2 separate regions of the Arabidopsis thaliana genome follow, and region 1 is linked to region 2. The links are chromatin contacts, called in public capture Hi-C maps. All regions are on one chromosome and are shown on one strand. Each heading gives the region's core, a stretch centred on a gene start, on an enhancer-like site or on the middle of the called end of the contact. The rest is flanking DNA. Distances are from core to core; before and after follow the strand shown.

Region 1 (5,714 bases), core at 1,397-3,896, 73 kb after region 2:
GCTCTGGTATCTGAGGTATCTCTTCAGAAGTAGTAATTTGGTTTATGTCAAGATCCACCACTACAACCTAGAAATGGCAATGTTTTTAGACCAATATAAGGTTGCCCAAATTTTAAAGAGGATAAGTATGACGTAAATTTAGACTCACGCCATCCATAGCAAGATTGGATGTATCGACATCAGAGTGGAGACCCATCATATATGGTGTTGGTGCATCAATGTAGTCTACTCCACTAAAAAATAGTAATGGAATGTAGACTTGCTTCAGAAACATACAACAAAACAAATAATAAAGATTAGAAGAAATATTTTAGTCAGTAGAAATGCATGGGTTAGCATGCTTACAAATGAGTTCATATTTGTTTAAGTGATAAACTGAGATCTCATCAGTGTTCTATGACATACCAGCCATCGAAAAGGATAAATCAAATGACATATGGATTCAGACACCAGAGTCAAAAGCGAATACCTATTGAGATTCACGATGAGGCAAAATTAGTGTGGTGATTGAATAGAGATAGTATGAAATAGTAACTGTTTAGAAAATGTATCTTAAACTCATAATGTCTCTACATAGAGAAACATACTTGTTGGATCGAATCAAAATCCTCCTTTCAACTAGTACAGATGTAAACAGCTTAATCAAGTTGTCGACATCCAAGCATTGTACAAGAGGCTGGAGAGATATCTGCATTCAGTAAAACATGCCAAACGTTACATAAGTTTATTGGAAAAAGTTGAAAGAAGTCAGGGAACAGTCGCCCTTGTAGTTGTCAGGAAATTGGAAATCTCCAACGTTGATACTAAAAAGTAGCCAAGGAAAGGTATTCAAAACAGATTAAGGAGACAAAACCACAAGTCATACATCTGCCTGAGGAAGACTATCCTCTGGAGGTGCTTCCACCGAGAGCAGGCAATTCTCGACAGCAAACAAGACTCTGTCTTTTCCGGGAGTCGGCAATGGCACATTAGATACCATATAGGCGATAATATCCCACAATGGCTTACTGAAAAGGTTGAAGGACACTAACATCAAAGTTCAAACCTAAAAATGGTGTTGTTTTTCTTGTTTTATACAGCAATTCTTTTCAAGAGGGTAAAATCAACACAAAAGTAAATGAAGAACCAATGCAAGCTCCACCCACATATGTTTGCTGAATATATACGGAACAGTAACGCAAGGCATAATTCATGTTAGGTATAGACAAGAAGAAGATGTTTTAAGCGTAGTGGTATATACCAGCTTCCTTCTGAAGAGAAGCAAAGAACAAAAATCTCTTCGAGAGAATTACGAAGAACACGGAAATTGGGGGCATGAGACACAAGACAGATACACTTGTCTGCGTATGTATTCGGCGGTAAGCGATAAGCTTCAATAATATCCTCACAGACTCGATCCCGAAATGCAATGCAACTGACAAATATTTTTGATCCATCACCCTCTGTGCAAAAATTATTAAGATAAAATCAGTAAGAGATCACCCACCACAGTTAAAGCAGGTGTATTCAAAACAAACCAACTTAAATCCAACATGGCAGAGAAACAAGACTAGATAAATGAGTGCAAGACGACTTCTACGCTAAAATAATTCCACTGCAACCGAAACAACATCGCACATAGAGCAGCTACAATGCAAAGCATACAAAACTCCGAGTATGCAATATACGGATAATCACATACCCGTCAAGACTATGGGATAGCTCCGTGGGAAACTTGCAGGGTCACTGGAAACAAAACCAGAAGAATGGAACTCCACCCCAGCAGGAAGAACACACTGTCCAAAAGAAAATGAAGCGTAATCATAAAAATCCGCTTGTTTAATATATCTAGTCTTATCTAACGAAAGAAAACAAACTCTTAAAAGGCTTAACCTAATCAAGCAAGTTAAACTCTTAAACAGATGACTCATTTCACCATGGAGCATCAAAAGCAAACTACAAGCACAAGACCAAAAGCAAAGAAATATAACCACACTTTGAGAGAAATTTCAAAAGCTCCTTATTGGTAGAAGGCAATTCAACTTCAATATTCCAACTTAACTAATCTAGAGACCTAATTAGAGGTACCTAGAAAACATCAATCCAATTCAGCACGTTTATCTCCAGTTAATAACTTCGAAATGCTTCGTTTAGCAAATACAGAAGAAACCTAACAACTAGACAACGCTGATTCCACATTTCATCGCCGTTTAACAACAAAGAAATTACCAGCATGGACCTAAACCCAATCAAAATCCTAATCTCGACGAGAATTACAAAAGATGTTGTGAAAAACTTAACAGTAGGAAGCTGAGGAGGAGGGGCAGGGTAAGGAGATTGATCAGTAGGAGGGAACTGGTCAAGAAGAGCAGGCAAGTAGAATGTTTGCATTCCATGGAATCCAAGATCTCCATCCACGGTTCGCATCTCTGGACCAAGTCCGCACACGACGAAGTACTCGAAGATCCGTCCCATTGTCTTCCTTCGAGATCTAAACTAGGGCTCTAGAGCATGATCTGGATTTCCAAATGGAGATCAATTTTTGGCGGATTTCGCCGATGGTGATGATGATGGAGAAAAGTAGTTGCTTCAATTCGGCCTCCTTTGTTTTTTTGGCCAAGTCGTTCGTGGGAAAATAATCCTACGGGTCGAACGCAATTTGTTTTCCATTTCACACAAATTACAACAATCAAATTTTTGTAGATTTTATTTTATTTTAAAGTTTGCAAAGTAGCAAACTAATAATATTAATTTTAGAGTTAAAAAATAATAATACTATTAACTTTATTTTTTAGGTTACATTTTTTTAAATGTGTTCATATGTTTAATTTTATTTAAGCTTTTAATATATAACAAAAATTAAAACTGAAAAAATAGTAAAACCAATAACCAAACTCTAAAACTAACTAAAATTGCACCCATTTCGGTCTTTTATACTTTATCTTCTTAATTTCTTGTTTTTACAGTTATTTTTTGGAACTTTACGAACTAATTAATATATATATATATATATATATATATATTATTTTCGTCAATTAATATGTTTTTCTTAACTTTTGAATTCTGATATTCAATTTTATTTGTTACTAAGATGACCAAATTATAAAGCAAAACTCAACAAATATTTGAAACTACAAGGGTGGTGCTTCTTTGCTCTTGCCACTGATCCATCTCTTTATTAGCATTAACCCCATAGTATAAATACTACATCTCAGATATTCTTCAAACTAGTAAATAGTAATGCAGGTTGTTGTTTATATTATATGACAAGAAAGAAAGTCCAAGATTTTTTCGGGGTCCTCATACTTTTTCAGTTCATATATCGAAGAGAAAAAAACGAGAGGATTAGAACATCTCCATCAAACCTCAAACTTTTAAATTTTGAAGTTTTTTAACTCCAACAAACCTTAAAACCTTTATTTTTGAGGGTGCATAACACCCTTAAAATCTTTCACATATTTTCATTGAGTCCTTATAGCTTGCATATATCTCACAATAATTCTATTAAATTCAATTATTTCAATTATATTCATATAAATTTAAATACATTAACATCAAAATTGAAATTATTAAAATAAAAAAACATTACATTTAAAAACAATTTTATACAGCAATAATATTATATTTAGAAATTTAACACACATAAAATTAACATTACAATAGTTAATAAATACATGAACACACAAGTTTTATTTTATGTTTCTTTTCTAATTTATATATATTTTTGTATAGCATGTAAAAAATTTTGTTTTTCCTAACATATCTTGTTTGACATAATGTTTTTGAAATGTATGTTGTATAGTTATTTTATGATTACATATTTATTTATTTCTAAATTTTTATCATGTAAATTAAAGTTGTATCATATATTTTTATTGAGTTAAATAAAAGAAATCAAATTGACAGGAAAAAGGAAAAATAAATGTAAAGCAAGAAATTATAAAATTTGTTAAAACTATTAAAGTTTTTTACTAAAAGCTATTTTTATTGTCCTCCATATATACTTTTTTTTTTAAAAAGAACATTTATAGGGAGGGTTTAATAAAAATGAATTTTATGTGTAAGTAAAATTCATTTTTTTTTTTTTTTTTTTTTGGTAAGTGTAATTCATATTTTTCAAACATTTACTTCAAATAAAATAACCCTCTCCTTCCTCGCAGCTTCCGTCTCGTATAACGAAAGCCTCTTGACTCTTGACCACTCCTAGTCTGCCATTTTTCTTTCTCGTCCTGTTTCCATTCTCTCTCCGATCAAAACCAGCCCAATTCGATCGGAGACATCACAGAATGGAACCAGATCTTCATGACCAGCAACAACAACAACGAGTCCACAGCGTAGTCATAATCACTCTCCCACCATCTGATGATCCTTCACAAGGCAAAACAATCTCTGCTTTCACTCTCACTGACCACGATTACCCACTCGAAATCCCACCCGAGGATAACCCAAACCCGAGTTTTCAACCCGACCCACTTCACCGAAACCAACAATCTCGCCTCTTGTTCTCGGATCTCTCAATGAATTCGCCGAGATTAGTTCTGGGTCTTCTCGGAATCTCGCTTCTCGCGGTTGCTTTCTACGCCTCTGTTTTTCCCAACTCTGTTCAAATGTTTAGGGTTTCTCCTGATGAGAGGAACCGTGACGACGACGATAATCTCCGTGAAACGGCGTCGTTTGTTTTCCCTGTATATCACAAATTGAGAGCTCGAGAGTTCCACGAGCGGATCTTAGAGGAAGATTTAGGTTTAGAGAATGAAAACTTTGTGGAATCAATGGATTTAGAGCTGGTCAACCCTGTAAAAGTCAACGATGTTTTATCTACAAGTGCCGGTTCTATTGACTCCTCCACTACGATTTTTCCCGTCGGTGGTAATGTGTATCCAGATGGGTATGTATGCATTGTATCTAATACTCTGTAATCTGAATGTGTGGTTTGTTTCTTAAAGCACAAGTAAACAAAGATTGTCTTTTTTTGCTTTTGTTGCAGGCTGTATTATACACGCATTCTTGTTGGAAAGCCTGAAGATGGACAATACTATCATCTTGATATTGATACGGGAAGTGAATTGACTTGGATCCAATGTGATGCTCCTTGTACTAGTTGTGCTAAGGTAAAGAATAAAGATCAAGTTTTTTTAGATTTTAGGAGAATCTCTCTGTGAATTTAGTGATGAACTTTCTGGATTTTGGTTTTAGGGAGCAAATCAACTATATAAGCCTAGAAAAGATAACTTAGTGAGATCTTCAGAGGCCTTTTGTGTAGAAGTCCAAAGGAATCAACTGACAGAACATTGTGAAAATTGTCATCAATGTGACTACGAGATTGAATATGCTGATCATAGCTACTCCATGGGAGTTCTCACCAAAGATAAGTTTCATCTCAAACTCCATAACGGATCACTAGCCGAGTCAGATATAGTTTTCGGGTAAATATCATTCTCCGTTAACAATTTGTGATTCTGTTACGGAATATCTGAGTGTTTCATGTTGTGACTTTGGCTTTCGTGATTTGAACTTTAAGGTGCGGGTATGATCAGCAAGGACTACTGTTGAATACTCTGCTAAAGACAGACGGGATTCTCGGTCTAAGCAGAGCTAAAATTAGCTTACCTTCTCAACTTGCAAGCAGAGGTATTATCAGCAATGTGGTTGGCCATTGCCTTGCCTCTGATTTAAACGGTGAAGGATATATCTTCATGGGAAGTGATTTGGTTCCATCACACGGAATGACATGG
Region 2 (6,036 bases), core at 2,283-4,782:
TACCTTTGAATTTGTGAATCATTTGTGTTTTGTCAAATATTCGAACTTTCGAATCTTCAGAAGATACTAAAATTTTCTCGGAGCTTCCAGGACAAAACTCCACGGCGGTGATTCTATTCCTTCCCCGGATAAGAATCTGTTCATCCATTATCACATCGTTATCTAAGATTTGATAGAACCTACAGTTCCCAGTGATGCAACCAACAACAAACCCCTGAAGCAAAAACAGAGCAAAGTTGAGTTTTTTTAGAAAGGATGATCTTTTGAGTAGAGAATAGACAGAGAATGTCAAATTACATTTCCGTTTGGTTGGTAAGAGATTGCAGAAATGGAATCACGAACATCGGTCCAAGCGACAACTCTTTCTTCTGACAAACCCCAGATTCGAGCTTTTCCATCTATAGACCCACTTGCGAAGTTGTTCTTATTTACAGGATTGAATTCAACGCAAGTCACTGTATTTGAAAGACAAAAGCAACATGAGTGAGTTAACAAACGTTTTTGCAAAGATTTCAGAACAAACAACTTGAGATGCAAAAAATACTTACCGTAGTTGTTATGATGGAAGACATGAAGACATTGATCACAACCAGTTCTCCATAACCGAACTGTCTTGTCTTTAGAAGCTGAAAGAAGCAACTGCAAAGCCAAATCACCAAAGACAACAGATTTTATAAGTAATGAATCAACAAATCTCAAAAACAAGAAAAGAAAAACAAAGTAATAAACTCACATTTGAGTCTGACCATGCTAAGTCCAAGACATCTCCGGTATGACCATAAAGTTCTTGAAACGGTGTTTCTTCGATATGAAAAGCTTTCTGAGGAAACAGAACCAATGCTGCTTGTTGGTTTATTGGTTCTTGTTGTCGAAGAAAAGAGGCGAGTAGAGAATCCGATAGCGTGATTCGCCATATCTTTACAACTCCATCTTCGCCTCCGGTTGCTAAGTATTTACCATCAGGACTAAACTTTAATGTCCAAATTTTCCCTTTGTGTCCATTAATCTTTTGTACCATGTAAGCTGCAGATAACTCTACATGACTCTTCTTGTTAGTCTTCACTTTCACTTTGCTCATTGTCTCTTCACTTGATTTGTATTTGAAATCTTTATCCTTCACTCCTGCTGAAAAGCAATTGAACAACCATTTTTTCGCGCTTTTCTTGCTGGAACTCCGCGATGGACTGGTGGAAGCATTACTTGAGATTTCTTCTGAATCATCATCATCATCATCCACTCCTTCTAGTTCCTCATCAGAGATTGAAGTAGTTGATCCATAGTTCTCCTCTCTAACACAACACTGCAATCCACTATCACAGAGAGATGAATCTGAAGAAGAACTAGTAACCTCATCACTGTAATCGCTTACCATCCTCTCCAGACACCTCTCTTCTAATAAACCCATTTTCTTGAGAAACCGTACACGACGTTCCTCAACACTAATTGGCTCACCAGACCAAACTTGAAACTCTGCTTCTTCTACTTCTTCTTCTTCTACTACTACTTGTTCACCAATAGACAAAACATCAGATGAATCAAAGAACAAATCATCAACAACAACTTCACTTCTTCCCACACTCATCATTTCAATCACAACTTCCACCAAAAACTAAAAAGCTTCCTCCTTTTTCTTATATAAACCTTCTTCTTGTAGCCTCAACGCGGTTCACGGACCGTAAATCCCTCAAATGTTTAAAACCTAACAAAGAGTGCGAAAAACCAAATCTTCCATTAGTAAACAACAACAAAACTAACCCGACTCAATTCTCTGAACTTACATTAATCACAAAATATGAAAAACCCACACATCTCTTAAACTAATCGATTAAACAAAAAAAGACGGTTCCTGAAACTCAGGAAGTGAATAGAATAATCAAAAGTCTGGATAAAAGTTCGTACCTTTGTCTAGTTAAGAAGCAATGATCCACAACAAGAAGTCAAATTCTGATAGCCGACGAGGAATTAGGTCTCGGGTTTGATTTGATTTTTCTTCAAACCAAAGCAAGATTTGTTATTTCAAGTTTCTTCTCCGTGTGATTAAGGAAGATATAAAAACCAGACAAAACATTTACGTTATGTCTCAGAGAGAGAGTGGTTGGGTGCATCAATGGCGGCCCAATGAGAATCTCTGAGATCTTTTTGACGGCGAAGTGGCCGCGATTCAGGAGACAGGAGACAATTAAAACTTTCTTACTCCCGACCAATCTCTCAGACTCTCTTTTACTGTTGTCTTTTGTTTTCGTGCTTTTTGGGCTTATGTCTCTCTGCAACAACGGCGATTTAATATAAAATAAAAAAGAGTTTGGATCAGAATCATGTTTAGTGCTACGCAGAACTAACGAAAATACACGATTGTCGACAAAACCCAGATTAAGTAAATTACCCTTGAATTTCGAAAATTCTTTCTGACAATAGTTTTTCTTAGCTGCTTACACACAAACAATAGTGTTATTTTCTTGAATGCACTTTAATATTTTCTTAAAATACTTTTTTTAAAAATAATTGGCAAATTATTAACCTAAAGTTTTACCATTCATGATCATCTTTGGGTAAGGCAGTGAATTAATTGTGGTTGTGAAAATTTACCGTAGTGTAAAAAGACATTTCATTTTCACGGAAGATTCCTACCTTTATTTCTCCTGACATTGCTTTGTCTTATTTTAAACAAATGAGTAAATATGCTTTTCTACTTTTTCCATTTTGTAAGCTATGTATTCTAATTTCTAATTAAATGAATTTTCATAATTTATATATAGGTAAATTTTAATTTTGTCTACCAATATTTTCTTGTTTGAATAGAATTCCAAAAATACTATTTGTTTAAATCCTTCCACAGATTAGGGAGATTTTATTATGACCGAATCATCATATATCCAGAGACCATTAAAATTGCTACATTTGGGGCCAGAATTTATCCAGAATGTAACAAGACCGGAAAGGTTTAAATTTTAGATGTGACCAAAAAAAAAGTTTAAAATTTTAGTTTTGAACGTTTAAAAAACAGATTTTGTGGTTCGTTTGAAAGAGTATTTAGAACGAAAAAATACATAAATTAAAGCTATATTTATAAAGTTTTCATATTAAGTACGATGAATAAGAATAATAAGAAATGGTATTTTATATATATATATATATATAGTAGGTGATATTAAATATGCGGTCGTATTGTATCTCAACATCCAATAAGTTTTACCATACATTCACCAGTTAATTTTTGTTAACTACTTGTTGTAAGTTCATTTATATATTTCGCTATGTAATGGCAATGAGAAAATGGCAGTAGTTAATTTCTTGTGTCATAAGTGTATACAACAAAGAAGGTTCGTATTCAGACTTATTTACGTAGTTACATTTTGATAACAGCAATTTAATTAAGTTTAACCTGCTTCTTTAGAACGTATAAAAGTTAGAACTATAAAGCATCATTTTATACAATCATCTGTATATTGAAACGAAAAAAACAAGAATCTGAGTAACTATGCAAACTATAGTACAATATATGTGTAAGAACACGAACCAGTAATCTTGACTGCAGTTTTGGACTCGAACTAGCTTGATATGCAACTATGGCGGAATCTTCAAATTTTGAAGGTGAGAGATATAGAGAGAGAGATCTCATATAATATAATGTAGCATTAGTGGTCGACGATGTGTGCTTATATATATAGTTATTTGTATATTACTATAGTGTATATTATTTTATTTTTCTCAAAAATATTCATAAATGATAACGTGGATATACATTATAGTATATAATTACAAAAATTTTACAATAACCAAACAGATTATTCGATTGCATTTTAAAATTATTGAAACTTTGGTTTAAGAGAAAATGATATAATTATTGAAACTGATTATGACAACTATTTCTTCCCCAGCTTGTAGGACGCATAATCTTCTCTATTTTTTTTATTTTTATTTTTATTTTTTTAATCTTCTCTATTTATGTTCAGACATTAAGAATACACAAAATGTTATCTGCATAATACAAATCTACCAAATGATTCATTGGATGCAAATTATAAATTAATAAAAAGTTTATGAAGTAACATAATGCGACAACTCGCTACCTTTTTATTTTTGTGATTTGAGAACCATTGGATGATATTGTTCGAATCTCAAGAGATTTGATTGGTCAAAGTACGCACGTAATTTGGTAACCAATTAATAATTGATAAAAACAAAATCTGCAACTTGTTTTTGTTATACAGTACCAAACCTAACTCGTATCTTCGTCATGATAATGTGATTCATGCAAATAATTGAACCATGAAGCAAATGAGTATATTCAGTTATAAAAATAAAAAGCTGATTTATTAGTTTAGTACAGACTAATGGTGGATAACTCCTGAACGTGGAATGTTTCAAATTGGTGAACTTTTTCTTTTTGCTTAATTATTATTTTAAACTACGAAAAAGTGTATAAATGGGAGAGTGTTGACAACGTTATACATTTCATTCGTAAGTTGAGTACTCTACACGCATCGTCTCCAATTTCAAAGAGCTTATGTATTCTTGCTTCGTGTCTTTATGTGGTTGAGTTTGAATTCGTGATGGATATATATTCAATGATACGTGGTTGTATTCGGATTTGTCATGGAAATAACTAGCTAGTTTTATATTCAGTGATACGAAACTAGTTAGAAATAGTGGTTCATCGATGTACGTAGTAATGTGAGTTCATCTTTCCACGAAGCCTAAAATAGGCTCCTACTCATTAATACTATCTTGATGCCAAAAAAGGCACTACGACTAATTGTACCATAGATGACAAAAAAAAAGAAGAAGACTAATTGTACCATATAAGATAAACTAAAGTATTTAGGAGGAAAAAAACTATTAGCTACTGTCTCGAGTCCCATGCAATTGCTGGGTTTTGTTGACTTTTCCGTGGACCGGTCAATTCTGTATATACACCATAAGTCCATAGGTTTATCTCTAACAGTTTAAAACATAAAAACGAATTTACTTCTTTTTTTTTTGTTGAATTTACACAAACATATAAATATATTATAGACGAATAATCGAGTATTATAATTATTTAGACTAAAATTATTACTCATTTATACGAATTAGTTAGCAAAATATGTTATTTATTATATCCAAAAAATATATGTGATTTAACTTAGACAAATCATGTAACGTTAGACGAATTTAACTTACCAAAAAACGTAGTAAATTATCACCAAATAAATGCATAGCATCGAATTTATGACGAGGTTTCACGCTGTACATTTTGTACAAATTAAATACCGGATATACTATATGCTTCTCTTATTGGGAAAAAAGAAAAGAAAAAAATCGGTGTTAACATCCTTCCTTCCTGGCCAAATTGTTTACTCTTGGATTTGGTTGTGGTTAATGATTAGTACGTGATTAGTGATGGAGATACTGATATCAATATCTTGTTAGTTGATTGATTAATTAATAAGATTTGGGTGATTAAATAGGGTTTATGATAAGATTCTGCATGTGATCAATCCCTGGGCTTGGCCAAATTAATTCCTTAATATTTTGCGGTAAGGGTTGTTATGTTTGTCAAGAGTATATTTCATACCTAATTATTTTCTTATTGTTTGACATGATTTGAATTCCCAAAACGATAACTTTTTTTTTTCTTGATAATTAGGAGATTCAGGCTGAAGCCCTTAGTTTTTCTAGGGTCTAGGGAAAATTAGGTGAAAATGGGAAGTAGAAATAACTAGCAATTTCGCGTTTGAGAAAAATCGATCTCTGGCGTGGACCAACAAGGCAACTCCTCTTCAAATGAAAACCACTAGACCACCACCACTTGGTTTAAGAAAAAACTGTTAAGGTACAATTTTTATATTGACAAGTCCCACCGCAAAGCGGCCCCATATCCAAAGAAAATTCCTACCTACGACTTAGTATACACCGCTTACCCCTACACGTATGAAAGAATTTTTATTTGGAGAGACTAGTACTACCGTGGTGGCAGAGTGACTCGAACTCGAGACCTCTGACACTCAACTGTCAGAAGAAATACTACTAGACCATGGATCCTTCTCAAAAAAC

What was found. Capture Hi-C pulls out chosen DNA fragments and counts their contacts.
Region 1: a capture Hi-C map of seedling shows a contact between it and region 2, with 1.9 times the contacts expected there. The contact joins the promoter of SCD1 here to the promoter of AT1G48870 in region 2. A contact is called at or near these places in 2 of 26 Hi-C or Micro-C datasets (shoot and vegetative nucleus) and 1 of 3 other capture datasets (seedling).

Annotation. Positions count from the first base shown.
Region 1 is chr1:18,146,373-18,152,086 of TAIR10.1, forward strand. It overlaps SCD1 (stomatal cytokinesis defective / SCD1 protein (SCD1)), which reads right to left and starts at 2,647. Exons shown (of 31, transcript NM_180628.4): 1 at 2,281-2,647; 2 at 1,682-1,775; 3 at 1,241-1,442; 4 at 866-1,007; 5 at 588-688; 6 at 406-469; 7 at 149-262; 8 at 1-67. The coding sequence starts at 2,454. AT1G49050 (Eukaryotic aspartyl protease family protein) reads left to right here and starts at 4,095. Exons shown (of 9, transcript NM_103798.5): 1 at 4,095-4,867; 2 at 4,967-5,090; 3 at 5,176-5,405; 4 at 5,501-5,714. The coding sequence starts at 4,266.
Region 2 is chr1:18,072,873-18,078,908 of TAIR10.1, forward strand. AT1G48870 (Transducin/WD40 repeat-like superfamily protein) reads right to left here and starts at 3,533. Exons shown (of 7, transcript NM_001333361.1): 1 at 3,518-3,533; 2 at 1,900-2,264; 3 at 734-1,699; 4 at 549-639; 5 at 298-455; 6 at 4-214. The coding sequence starts at 1,585.